Regions from separate parts of the Mus musculus genome. Here region 2 is linked to region 1. Evidence: chromatin contacts called from public promoter capture Hi-C data. All regions are on one chromosome and are shown on one strand. The core of a region is the stretch at or near the end of the contact, and the rest is flanking DNA. Distances in the headings are between cores, read along the strand shown.

Region 1 (7,259 bases), core at 377-2,876:
CACTGGGCGGAAAATGTATGTTAATGCATGGGCAGGGATGCAGAATCCCTCTGCTAATGGAGCTAGATGGTATTTGGAGTTATTTCTAGAACTAAGTGTACAAGTCTAACCCTGAGCAGCATGTAAGGGGCTTTTATTCTGCCATCAGAACCATCTCTAGATTATAACCACATCAACACCACAACCATGTGGGCCACCTGCATCAGTAAAGGCCAATTAAGGGACCTTTCTTATGCCAAAGAGGAAAAAAAAATCTCTATTTATATTTATCTATCTGGCCTGGCTTGAGACATAGCATTCCAAACTACCCAAAACAGTTTTATTCCAATCACCTGGGCAAGGGACTGCACCTTAGAAAGGTGAAACTACTATTAGCTGTGCTAAAGAGATAAGTGGAATAATTCCTTTAGTGAAATATGGCCTTTCCCCTCCAGAGTCTCTATTTCTAGCAGTCTCTACCAGCCACTGTAAAATTCTGTTGAGTCTACTGACCTTTCCATGTAACTTTCCCGTCCCTCTGAGATTCTAGTTAGAACCTAGTAGGTTTAGGGGTTTGTGTTTGTTTTTTTTCTGGAAAATTCCAAAACAATTCCTCATACTATTTCTAAACCCTATTGTGTCATGTGGTTGACCTCCACTTTGGCTTAACTTACACAGCATTTTCTTTCTCTGGGAGGCTGCTTAGAGTTATAGCTGGTCTGTCCTCGTGTTTTTTTCTCTTAAAATCTAATAAAATTGTCCTTTTGAATATACTTTGGCTTTGACTTTCAAACGTGTCTTGTCTTTTAGCTCATTAATCAGCAGGAAACAAACCTGTTCCTGTTCCTCTAGATGATTCCTACAGGAGAGGATCTGCGGAGGATAATCAGAACCACACTCAAGATTGGAAACTTGGTGAGTATTTTCTAATTTAACTCATCACGGTCACTCAGGAAGCCAGACAGTGATCCTAGGGTTTGGGAGCGGTCTTCTAGTTCTGGCTGGAAAGAATCAAGACCTTATTTTGGAGGAAGTGAGAGTTTCATTGAGGTTGAGAGAGAAAGCTATGATTGTGCTCTAGGGCTTCCTGAGCTCAGGAACCCCAAGGGGAAAGGGGAAAGGTCCTGAATCCACATCGGGATCTATACCTTTAGGGTTTAAGGCGAGATGCAATCTGAGGAAAAGAAAATCAGCTACTAAAATCACTTAGAAGCTAATTCGAGAGTTCTTGAGATGTGAGAGAGGTTTTCTTATGCTGAGAAGGGAGAGTGGCAAGCTGGGAACTGAGAGAGGAGAGGATGATGGTGTAAAGAGAGTAGAAAGGGTACCAAGGGCTGTAGTAAAGGCATGGTGGGCCCCGGAGGAGAGGCTCAGCAAAGGGCTTAGACAGTGTGGTCAGTCAGCAAGACAGCAACCACTGATCAGGGTCCCAGTCAGGAGGAGACCTCACACGACTAGTAGTTATCTATTCTCGACAGCTTACTCTTCCCATTTTATGCCTGCATCTGTTCTTGAACAGTCTGAGGCTATGAACTGGGAAGAATGTCAACACATTTATGAGAACGTCTTCTGAAAAGCCTCAGATCCAGGCACGGGGAGGTGGTTCAGAGGGCAAAGTACTTGCAGTGAAAGCCTGGTGACAGGAGCTCAGGTTCCCAAGCCAGTAAGTGCTCAGAACAAGGTGGCGTGCCGATACAAGAGGGACTCAGATACAACCTGACCAATCAGTCTCTCTCAACTACTAAGCTCTGGATTCAACGGAGGGTACCTCGATGAATACAGTAGGAAGGGACTGAGGAAGACAACTGACTCACCGTTGGGCCTCCACCTGCATGCGCACACTACATACAGGTGAGAAACAAAACAAAACTTAGACCTATGTTTCAACTGAGGGAGATGACTTAGCAAGTCTGTAATTAGTAGTTCAGTAATTCAGAGTTAATGTTTATATAAAACAAAACAAAGTATCTCCTTCAGGAGAAAACTGTGAAATTACGGAAAGGAAACCTGAGGTGGGTGGCCCTGTTTGACCTTTGCTCTACCTTTCCTACCTTCCAAAAGATTAAAGGTCAGTTGTATGGGATGTAGACACGTCTTCCTCCACTTCTGGCTAAAGCCTGGCGTCCTTCCTTCTGTAAAATCATAGAGAAGCTTTCTGAATCTTCCCAACGGGTGCCTGTTTATACGCAGGCCCACGGGAGAGTGCTACAGGGAAGGCAGGGTCCCGGCCGTTCACCTCTGGATCATCTTTACATGAGTTTCTTTTGTATTTTGCTTAGAAGTTTTACCAATGTGTGCAGTGATTTCTAACTCTGCCTGTAGTCATTTATCCTATCCTATCCACTCAAATTAGAACCTAGATTAAGTCTTGAACCTAGGCTACATCAAGGAATTAACTTCCTATACAGGTTTACTCAGACCCCTCTTGAACTCTAGATGTGAAGAAATATAATGATAGATGGTTGGTATTTAAGCAGCAGAGTGACCTACATGACACACAGAAAAGAGACTCACCCATAAGGGGATTTGGAGGGGAAACTAGGAATGTGAAACAGTAAACAGTATATTAGGAAATAGCACTTGTACCCACAATTTGTAACCATGTGTCTGCGTTAATTCTTGAAGCAATAAAATTATTTTATTATTATAAAATTATATTGAATATGCAGTAAGCTGGTTTTTTGGGGGGCCTTCTAAGGTCAAAATAACACAAAGTGTTGCTTAACCCAGGGCAGATGTCCCAAACTCAAATATGTTCAGAGAAATTCAACAGATCCATACTGGATCTAATTTATTTTATAAAGCAAGGTCTCTGAGTTCTATCAGAAATAGTTTCTTACCTTGATCAACTTCCTTCATGGGGAATTACATTGAAGACTCTTAACAAAAACTATTCAAAGAAACTTAGGGGCTCAAATGGCTTCAAAACCCCTACAATCACAAATACTCACCCAAACACCCAGCACTGTGTCCCTACACGCTTGCACTGTGTGTCCGTGAGGTAGGCATAGTACTGTCTGAAAAAACAGAATTAGAATCCATGAGATTTCTACACAATGGCACCACAGAGGAACATAAAACCTGCTCTGCCTTGCTTGCCATACTCCAGCAGCCTGGTCTAATTTGATGCAAGGGAACAGACAGCCAGGGCTATTGAAACATTGCTCTAAGAGATTCTGAATTTGGGTCAGATGGGGGTGAAGGAAGCTCAGCTTACAGGATCACACTGTTGGCAAAGGCAGCTTTGGTCTAGTAACACTGCCACAGTCCTGAGCAGCCTGAGCCTGACATAGCTTCTCTGTGGAGTGGAGACCATTCCAGAGGGTTAACTACAGGCTTCTTCAACTGTCTCTTATGGCATCCTCAGGTTTATGGGTGTTTACTGTAACCAGGTAAAAATGTAGACATCTTTGTCTTGCAGAAACTAGAGGGGCCCCAGCTGCACTTCACTATAGTTACTGAGTGTTGGTGACAAGTTTAGCAAAGGGTGTTCAAGTGCTCTGAGCAGCACCCACAACTATATATGCTGTTCAAATATTTCCAGCTGTCAAATGAAGATAAAGAAGACATATGCAAGTCACTTTAATAAAGCGACCAATACATAAGTTATATCAAAATACTAGAATAATATTTTGTATTGCCTTTGAAGTAACACTTGGAAATCTGGTGTGTTTGTTTACATGTGACTGGAGTGGTGTCAATAGCAGTGTGGCTTGTAGTCTCCCAAACACTCCTAAGGTCTGTCCAAGCCTACAGAAGTCAAGTGAACCAGAATTTTGGGAGAATTACAGGTTCCCTTGAGGATTTGAGAGATTCTATGGCAAAGAAATATAATATATGCACAAAAGACTTTACATTAAACTCTGTGGGACTAAGATACTATACAACACTCATGCATGAACTATGACCTCATTACTTCAAAGACCCCAATCAAAACATCTGAAAACAGGTTTTCTCTCATTTACCCATATTTTTATTACCTTATTTGTCTTTACTAGATCAATATTAATTTTCCTAATTTTGTTTGCTGATGTTTGATTATTGTAATAATGAATGATGATTAGAAGAAATGGCTGAGATAGTCTCTTTGAGCAAGGTAGTCCCTCCACTTGTGTAGTTAAAATGGATATTTAAAATGATGATGTGGCTAGTAAGACGGCTCAGTAGGTAAAGACACTTTCTGCCAAAGCTAACAATCTAGAGTTTGATTCCCAAGATCTATATGGTGAGAGGAAAGAACAGACTCCTGCAACTTGTCCTCTGATCATCCACAAGAGTACTGTGGCACGCATGTGCATGAGTGCAACACAAAAGCATTTAAAATGGAAAAAAGGTGGGGAAGGCAAGCTAAACAATCCTATGTTTTTTTTAAAAGGTAGCAACTCCTCTAACTGCTTAGTTCCTACCTGTTTCTTCAGCAGATCTCAGATGTGGCTACTGTACTCTTTATGAGCTATACAGTGTAAATGCCACTTTAAAATAGGAAACTAACACAAGAAAAAAAGTTCTGCTTTAAGCTGCCCCTCATGGGTGTTCCTGAAGAGCAGTGAATGATGCCATTCCTCCAGCTCTACATGAATACAGCAAAGTATTCACAAGGACAGCGAAGCTCATCATGGCTGTCCTGAAGGACTACAGGAACTTAAAAAGGAATCAGCTTGATTGAGTCTCAATGAAGTTCCGTTCTAAAACTAAAGTCTGTCGCTCATGACTTCAACTCTATACAAACTTTTCTACTTACCAATCATTTTAGGAAACCTTAGTGTCACCTTTACTACTTTTTAACAGTTTTTGTTAGCTTTGGCAGAAAGTGTCTTTACCTGCTGAGCCGTCTTACTAGCCACATCATCATTTTAAATATCCATTTTAACTACACACGTGGAGGGACTGACTACCTTGCTCAAAGAGACTATCTCAGCCATTTCTTCTAATCATCATTCATCATTACTTAGCAGGGACCGACTACACGGGCTGAAAACAAGGGCATTTGTATGGCCATACCACTACATAGTCTCTTTCTCTTACAAGCTCACACTGTTGTACTGAGGTCTCAAATAAAAATGTTTTCTTTATATTTTGGATGAACACTTGTTTAGAATGGCATTTTCACAGAAAAATTTCTAGCTGATGTGATAGACTTTATGCTAAGAAAGAAAACATAAGCATATGTCTTCAACAAATGGCAGTGCAACTGGACAGAATTACCTCACTGTGGGAGCCGTAATGCAGCCGATGAAGAGGATTCTACCCCAGCTTAAGGGATGGCTGGCTTGGAACACAAAGATGTGCTTCAAGAAGAAGGTATTCAACTCAGTCAACTGAAGAGAAGAGAGGTCAGTCATTGTGGTAGGCAAGTCGACGTCTGAGCATGCCAATCCTCAAACAGGCATTCTAGAGCTAAAAATAACCAGCCTATCTGAAGTGGTTTCGGAAAATATATGAGCTTTCCCAAGAATTGATACTTTAAGTAGTAACAGCCATTACTAAGCACTGGCCAACTGGGAGGAGGCCAGGGCATGTGTATGCACGTGTGTGCATGTGCACGTACATGTATATGTATGACTGCAGTGGTGGGAAGGGAGGGTATGACCTCTGGTCATCAAGGAACTGAAATGCTTTCTATTTTGCATGTCACTTGGCTTCTCTGTGTGATCTGCTAGGACAGGCTCATATTTTAAAATGTCTCCACAATGAAGGAACTCCTTGGGCAGAGTAAGCTAGCTTCTGTAAGTAGCCTTGAAAATCAGGCCAGGTTTAACGAAAGTCCAACTCTAAATAAATCACCACTGACCTATGAAGCTTGAAGTCCATCTGAGAGATGACAGAGGCATATAGTGTGTGTGTGTTAAGGGCAGATTCAATTTTTGTTGGCAGTGTTCCAGGATAGGGTCTTGCTATGCAGGCTGGTTGACCTGGTATCATGTAGCCAAGGTTGGTATTGAACTTGCATTAATCATCTTGTCTCATTCTTCCAAGGTCTGGGATGGTCAAATGTGCAGCACCACTCCCAGTTTGCAAGCATTTTTGGAAAATATTTTTATTTACAGTTGGCTGAATCTTCAGACCAATCTTATAGATATAGAGAGATAGTGACATCACTAAACCATAGTAATGATTTATTTTCTTACTCTTCTCCATCTATCAAGAAAGGATTTGCTTTCCATGTGTGAACAAAATATTTTCTTCTTAAAAGTAATATCTTCTGATCTTTTCCTTTGTATTTTAATTTTCAAAATTCCCATTTAATTACAAATTATGAGTAGTGTATGAATATATGCAACCCAGCGCATGTGTGAAAATACCAACATTTTATGTTTGATGACTCTTAAAGAACCTTTAGGCAAAACAAAACCCAGCTTCCGAAAGCGAGTCTCCAGAAGCTGTAAAAATCCCTGGAGATGAGAAGGGGGGGGGGGGGAGGGAAGGGGACACCGCCTGAGGCATGAGAGTTCTCCTAAGACTACTGAGATTTCTGACTATCTGGAATTTTTGCTTTTCTCCCCTAGTTTTCTCCAAGATCCACACTAACCAATGCTTCCATTTCTACAGCACAGGTACAATTTTGTACACCAAAGAGTTAGGAATACAAGAAAAGATTCAGTAATAGGGTGTTTGCATTGCAAGTACAAGGACCTAGAAAAATAGGCTGTGCTTTTTTCTAATAAGGAAAAGACAGAGCTCAACAAGCCATTGAAGAGTCTCACTTTTATAAACTGCCCTTCAGTATCTGTTGAGGATAGGATACGGGACATTTCTTGGACACCATGGATTCTATATCCAGCAATACAAAAACTAAAATTAAAAATTAAATTAAAACATAAGAAAAAGCCATCCCAGTTTCTTTGGTTTTTGAAAATATTCTTCAGAATAGTGTTAATACCTAATTCATTGGGTACTAAATATGACCATTTCTAGGGAATCAGTTTTTAATTTGTAACTCAGAGGCTCAAATTTTCAGATTTTTCCACATTGAAGCAGCTCCTCGGACAGAATAAGCTCCCTTACTGCCAGCTACAACAATCTCCTTCCAGAGTATCCAGCTTAAATGCAATGTATCATTAATTCTAGGTTTCAAGATTCATGTTATATTTTGTTTTTCTGTGTAGAATGGGTATTTATAAGATTACCTGCCATATGATCATGAAGAGGTATATACCAGCCACTCTCTGAAAGGAAGACTTGGGATCAAACCACCTGACGTAAGTCCAGCTAGCAGGGGTGAACTGCAGCACAGCTCGCTTGATCTTCCCTGTGGTGGTGTGGATGTCCCTAGGGAAAGA
Region 2 (6,610 bases), core at 334-2,833, 130 kb before region 1:
TAGTTCCAGAGGATCAGGTCCCTTAATCTAACATGCTCAGGCTAATGTACAAAAAAAGTACATGCATACATTCTACATACGTGTGTACACCGACATATACACATAAAATTGAAAGAAAATTATATAATTAAAATTTCCATTGGGCATGGTGATGCTCGCCTTTAATTCCAGCACTCAGGAGGTAGTGGGTGGTGGATCTCTGAGTTGGAGGCCATTCTGGTCTACTGATTTAGGTCTAGGACTGACAGGACTACACAGAGAAAACTTGTTTGGACTAAACCAAGAAAAGAACATTAAATAATAGGTTTTTACTTTAGAAAAGAAAGTGATATTTGAAGGTAATATTATTCCCTCACTTTAAAAATGTTCATACAAAATACATGAATAAATACCTGCTAAAAGTCATATTAAAAATATGTTCCTGAAAAATCCAGTAAAATCAACTGTTTGTGCAATTTTCAAGAGTCCCTATGGCCACCACATACTGAGCTAGTACCACTACCCCAGATACATTGTAGGAACCTTCATTAACACATCTCTCATCAGGAAACACATAGACATACTGGGAATGTAGTTTTGTACCTCTTCTGAAGACATACTTCGGATTGTTAACCTTGCAGGATTCTCTTGTCATTATTGCCTCCTTCTTTACCGCAGTGTAGTATTCATTTCCCGAGTACATTATAACGTAAATGTATTATATACCTGTCACCTGCTATGACTCAACTCATGATCAATCATTTCAAGGAAGTAGTAACAACAAAAACGCCATAGAGAGAAAATGTGAGTGGCTTATGGTGAGAGAAAATGAAATATGAACTTCCCAGTATGTCTGCTCAGAAATAGTTTCCTTGAGAATCAGTGTCTGTTGCAAGTACTAACATGTATAGAGTTTGTATATGATTTGACCTCAGCAGTGACAGATACAGGAGTGACAATCCTTATGAAAAGACAGGAGGGTACACACATCCATGCTGCAAAGTGGGTTTGTAGCTCATTTTGTGTTCCCGGGAACATATTTCTGAGACCACGGTATTCAGGGAATAATTTCTCTGTGTCCCTGCCACCACAAGACTGATTTTGGTTCTCCTGTGTGGGCTGTTTTCAGTGTCGCACACTAAAACCAAGGCCTCCTGACTTTATGGAACTTGTCACATCACCCAGCTTCCTCCAATTCCTTTTTGTTCTTTTCATTTCAATACAGGAGCAGCTGCCACCAGGTGGCTGCCGCCGAACCTGTCTTCAAAGCACATTCGAAAGACGTAGCGGTGACTTCCCATGTTAGTTTTTTGTAATTATCTCCAAGTAAAAATTGAGTCAAATGAACGTTTTCCTACAGTTAGCAGAGCTGAGTGAAACCACAGTAAAGTGACCAGAAATAACCAGTACACTTAATAAACATTAGCGTAAGGTTTCACATTCCAACATCACAGTTGTGAGCAGAAGACTTTAAAAGCAGCCTGATTTCCTTCCACTGTCTCCCTCTAGCGGCAGAACCTGTGTGTTTCCATCCTTTCACATAGGATTCAGCGACTCTTGGATCTCCATTACACAGACTTATGGGAAATGTAGTCTCCCTCGATGTGACGTAACAAGCAAGGGAAGCCAGAGCGCCTTTTGAGTTCTTTCTGCGCATGTTCCGCCCTTCATAGCGAGTCCTTTTCCACTTTGGACTCAAACAAGTTTCTAACTACCCTGCTGGAGTTGGATCTCTGAGGTGAAGGCTGGTTCAGGGTGCAGAGCAGCCCGCCAGGCCCGAGGGATTGTGCAGTGTGGACGGGTAGGTCCATCTTTAAAGGAGTTGTCACGGGGCATCTATGAAATAGGGAAAAGCTCACTTTGGAGGGGCTGTTCTAACCAAGGCTGGGCTGCTGAGTCAGGATTTAAGTCAGCGCTGCGGAGAGGACGGCGGCGATGGTGCTGGGAGCAGCCATCAGTCTACTGCTGCTTCAGACATGCTTCCCACATGGTGGAAAGAAAGGCAAGGCTGGGAGCTCTCTTTCCAGCTTGGCTGTGGAAGCATCCTGGTACTAGCTGACTCACTCTCTTCTGGCTGTAGCCAGGTTTCCCCGCTCGTCTAGAGAAAGTGGAGTTTCTGGTCACGACCGCACTGTATAGCAACGAAGTACTCGTGTTTATAAAGTTTGTAAAACATCTAGTGTTCTTGTTTATAAGGTTTATAAACTCTTACATTCTAGAAGAACGAGGAGAGGAAAAGGAATGGACAGGGACGATGAACCTACACTCGAGAAGGGCAAGGTTTGTCAGGACTTCTCTCACAAAATGTCTCTGAGGCACACAGACAGGAGGTGCGAGAGTTCTTGTGACTTCCACTCTATTCTGTTGTTCTAGGCTTGTGTCCAGAACCAGGTTCCACTGAAGGAGGGGGCAGTGAGATTCCATATTCCGATCAGGGGACTAGGTGATACGACGAAGCAATTCTTAGGAAATCACATTTTGCTCCCTGGCCAGAAAGGCGTTGCATTTCTTCCACCTAGAAAGTAAACTTTGTCACGCTTAAGCTTAAGTGTCCTGGAGTGTTTCCATGAATTTAGTCAAAACCCACCTAGTGAGACCATAGCGACAGACCTTCTGCCCTCCACCCACAGGCAGTCAGTCCACAGTGGCCTGAGAAGAGCAGACTCCTATCAGCATCAGTTGGTGAGCTGTGCTGTGGTGGTTCTGTGTGGGACAGCATTAGGTGATGATCCTTGCAGCTTCCATTGGGGACCTGCTCTAGTTCTCTCAGGGAAGTGTCTCTATCTTCACGATGCTCTTGCTGGTCTATGAGCTGAGCAGTTTTCCTGCTGACAGGTGGCCATCTCCTGGGTAAAGAACATGGAAGGGTGTGCTTCTCATCTCTCACGTGTGGAAAAGTCTAGGTTTTTTGTTTTTGTTTTTTGTTTTCCTTAAGACAATTCTGAGTTTTCTATTAAACAACTTCCTTGATACTTCTTGTGACTTGGGATTCATTAGCCTTCTCCATTGATGTTTCCCTCTGTGCTCTCTCTCCCTCTCTCTCTCTCTCTCTCTCTCTCTCTCTCTCTCTCTCTCATCTATATATGTGTGTGTGTGTGTGTGTGTGTGTGTGTGTGTGTGTTAATGAGTATTTTGCCTTCAGGTATATCTGTGAATCACTTGTATGTCTGGTGCCTATTAAAGACAGGCAAGGGGCGGGTCCCCTGGAACTGGAGTTGCAAATGCCTGTGAGCCCACAGATGGGTCCTCTGGAAGAACAGCCAGTGTGTTTAACCACTGAGCCATCTCCTCAGCCTCTCATCTGCTCTTCTGATGGGAGGTGTTTTTCAGGATACTAATTGTTTATATAGGCTTCTCACCGCTCTTCACTTGCGAGGATCTAGAACAAGTCCTTGTTCTGTGGCCTCCTCTCTTTTCCAAGTCTGTTAGGGATGAACTGCTTGGTAAGCTTACAGTCCTAGGCTTTGCTTGTGTATTTATGCTGTTCTTTTTCATCTGTCCATTGTAATGTGTCATCCCTCAGCTTCCCCAAGTGCTGTTTCTGCAGAGAGAACCTAGAGAGGCTCCTCCTATGTCAGGAGCCCCTGTTATCTTCACCCCATGTGAATTAATTTAGGGTTATCTAGGCCGGTATTTGTTGAAGTACAGGTTTTAATTTGTATGGTTCGCTTTTTCAAATAATGTAAGATTAAAGACCATATTTTCTAAAATCTTTGTTTTCCACATTTCTCTCTGTCTCGTTTTTATGAGGGAAGACTTTACATACTACATGTTAACCTTGAACTCCCAATATAGACAAGGCTTACCTCGAACACTTGGTACTATGTCTGCCTCATCCAAGACCTACATTGAAAGATGTGTGCCACAACCCTGAACTCTCTTTTCTCTCTACTCTGTGTTGTGTCACATGAATCTAATGACATTCCCTTCGGTACAGTTTACTGTGTTGATTGGCTGGCTGACCGACTGTGTGTCTGTGGATACACGTGGAACCACTTGCCATGCTGTTCCTGAGCAGGCCAGAAGAGCGGTTAGAGATTTGCTTCTTTCTTTCCACCATGTCGGACACGGATCATCAGTCTGGGCACAGAGTGACTGCCCTGGAGTACAGGTACTGGAGCTTGTGAAGTATTGTAGGATCATGTCTACTGGGCCTTGATCCACCGCTCAGTACTCTTTCCCTTGGCTGACTGAGGAAGGCAAATCAGAACTCATTGCATTGGTCATACCTGAAACGCCATAGGAGTTGGAAGCCTGTACCGCTCTTCACATCCAGAGGAAAACACCTGAATATCAGAGGCTGTCCTCCAAGTCGTACCTTGCTGCTTTACATGTAGACAGGGAGTGGACACACATGGCATCGTCTCTGCCTCCTGCCTGCTGGGAGTTGAACGAACCCAGACCTCACATATCTGAGTAAAAACTTCTCCCCTGAGCTGTGTTCCAAGCCCTTGCTGTTCTTTGAAGGACACGCCCTCAGTTTGTCATCTTCCTCTGTGCAGCACCTGAGCCGCAGTTTGTGGGTTCCTCACTAAAGTTTGTTCTGGCACATTCTGTCTTGGTCAATACTCACCATGCATTTCCATTGGGAACATTTGGATCTTTCTGAGGAATTTATTCCATTGGGTAGTGGCTCAGTCAGCCTTTAGTGTGTGAGCTAGGAATAGAACACTGGAATAAAATCCATTCAGTCTCACCTGATGGGAAGAATGTTTTGGGATGTACTGGGAGTGTGGAATGAGATTCAAACCAACTAAGTGTGGTTTGGCTTCATACATGGAACCTGCACTATTCATGGAATTCATATTTTATGGAAAACTTATTATAGTTGACAAGTGAATAAAAACAAATGAAAGAAAAAAGTTAAAGTAGAAATGAATAGCTGTCACATTAATTTTTCTCATGCATGTCACAGTGGTGTCCATAGAAAGAACCAAAGTACCATCTTCAGTCAAATGCGTGTTGTGTATAGTTACACATTTTTCCTGTTGTCAGAGTCACATATACATCATGGTTTTTCCTAATGCAAAGTCCCCATTTTAACTCTTGCTGCAACTGATTTAAATATAATTTTACCATGTTTCTATGTCTGACTTCATAATAATTTTCTTATTTCAGTTATAAAAGCAGATCTCAGCACTATTTTGATGCAAATATGTTAATGTTCTCTATACTCTTCCCCCCCCCACTCCCCAAGTAGAAGGTCATCTAAAATAAGATGAAGTCCAACTTGTAAAAATTCACTTGATTTTTTTTTTTTTACAATGTTATAAAAGAAAAATAAGAAGTGGTATACATTTTTGCATAAATGCTATTCAGGTACATACAAGGGTAGAGTTCTGCTTGCTTCCCCACTCAGTTACTGCTTTCTTCTTTTGTTTTTTGTTTTGTTTTGTTTGTTTTATTTTGTCTTGTTTTTGAGAGAAGGCTTCTCTATGAAGCCCCTGTCCTGGAACTCACTCTGTAGACCAGGATGGCCTAGAACTCACAGAGATCCACCTGCCTCTGCCTCCAAAGTGCTGGGATCAAAAGCGTGCTCCACTACTGTCTGCCTTTTTTTTTTTTTTTTTTTCTTTCTTTGGCATTTTTTTTTCTTCCCCAGAGCTGAGGACCAAACCCAGGGCCTTGTGCTTGCTACGCAAGCGCTCTACCACTGAGCTAAATCCCCAACCTCCCTTTTGGCATTCTTTGTCACACTTTGTGTCTGAGTGACTGTACCTTCCTTTCTTCTCTTCTTACAGTCTTGGCTCTGCTTATTCCTCTCTGTAGTCTAAAGCACTGCTGCCAGGGTTCTTTTCTGGACTGGTTTGATCAACATGAATTAGCCTGTTTGTATCCTGGAAAGTTCTTTCTCCTTCAACTGCATCAGATAATTTTTGCTGAGTATAGTAGTTTAAGTTGGAATCTCTAGTCTTTTAGAACTTAGGAATGAATTGTCTGAGGATCTTATGGATTTCAAAAAATTTCTGGAACTTAATGAACTTAAAGTCCTCTGATGGAAACTCATAGCTTTAAAAGTATATGTTTAAAAAAAGACACAAGGAACACAAATACTCAAGAATTACAAAGAAGGAGGAGAAGGAGGAGAAGAAGAAGCAGCAGCAAAAATTCAGTAGACAAAAATAAAAATGAGAGCATAAAAGGACAAAATAGAAACCACAAAATCTACAAAAACAATCAGTGAGACTCAGAGGTGGTTCTTAGGACAATTAAGAAGAGTTTTTGTTGGCTTAACTGACTTAAGGGAAGAAAAGAGGGATCTCAATTCAGACCAGGATAATCAGGGAACACTGCAGCAGACACTGGAGAAACACAAAGCCTTATAAGGGAATACTTTAGAAACCTGTCCCCTATTCCATTTCTAGATTCCTCCAGACCACCCATGTAAACCAAGAGGAGACCAGCAACCTGATCAGACCATACAAATGAGGAGAACATACACACAAAAACTAGTTCCTTTTCCTGAAAAAGAAAAAGGAAGAAAGAAAAAAGAAAGAGAGAGAGAAAGAGAGAGAGAGAGAAAGGAAGGAAGAAAGGAAGAAAGAGAAAGAAAGAAAGAAAAGAGAGAAAGGGAGAGAGAGAGAAAGAGGAAGGAAGATAGGAAGAAAGGAAGGAAACAGAGGCCCAGATA

The links. Capture Hi-C pulls out chosen DNA fragments and counts their contacts.
Region 2: a promoter capture Hi-C map of liver shows a contact between it and region 1. The contact joins two enhancer-like sites. A contact is called at or near these places in 2 of 39 promoter capture datasets (3T3-L1-derived adipocytes and embryonic stem cells), 1 of 484 Hi-C or Micro-C datasets (nephron progenitors), 1 of 115 datasets of contacts at active chromatin or transcription factors (large pre-B cells) and 3 of 9 other capture datasets (adipose tissue, liver and pancreatic islet).

What each region holds. Positions count from the first base shown.
Region 1 is chr13:66,972,483-66,979,741 of GRCm38.p6, reverse strand. It overlaps Ptdss1 (phosphatidylserine synthase 1), which reads right to left. Exons shown (of 13, transcript NM_008959.3): 7 at 7,107-7,248; 8 at 5,185-5,297; 9 at 2,931-2,996. Among named protein-coding and RNA genes, the nearest start is that of Mterf3, 43 kb to the right of the region's middle. Within about 2 kb of position 1,626, at least 5 of the 459 cell types and tissues checked have an H3K27ac peak or open chromatin away from gene starts, as enhancers often do. A contact at or near this core is called in liver, where this site is marked.
Region 2 is chr13:67,103,619-67,110,228 of GRCm38.p6, reverse strand. It overlaps Rslcan18 (regulator of sex-limitation candidate 18), which reads left to right. Exons shown (of 7, transcript NM_001256052.1): 3 at 2,176-2,259; 4 at 2,610-2,661. Among named protein-coding and RNA genes, the nearest start is that of Rslcan18, 7.1 kb to the left of the region's middle. Within about 2 kb of position 1,583, at least 413 of the 459 cell types and tissues checked have an H3K27ac peak or open chromatin away from gene starts, as enhancers often do. A contact at or near this core is called in liver, where this site is marked.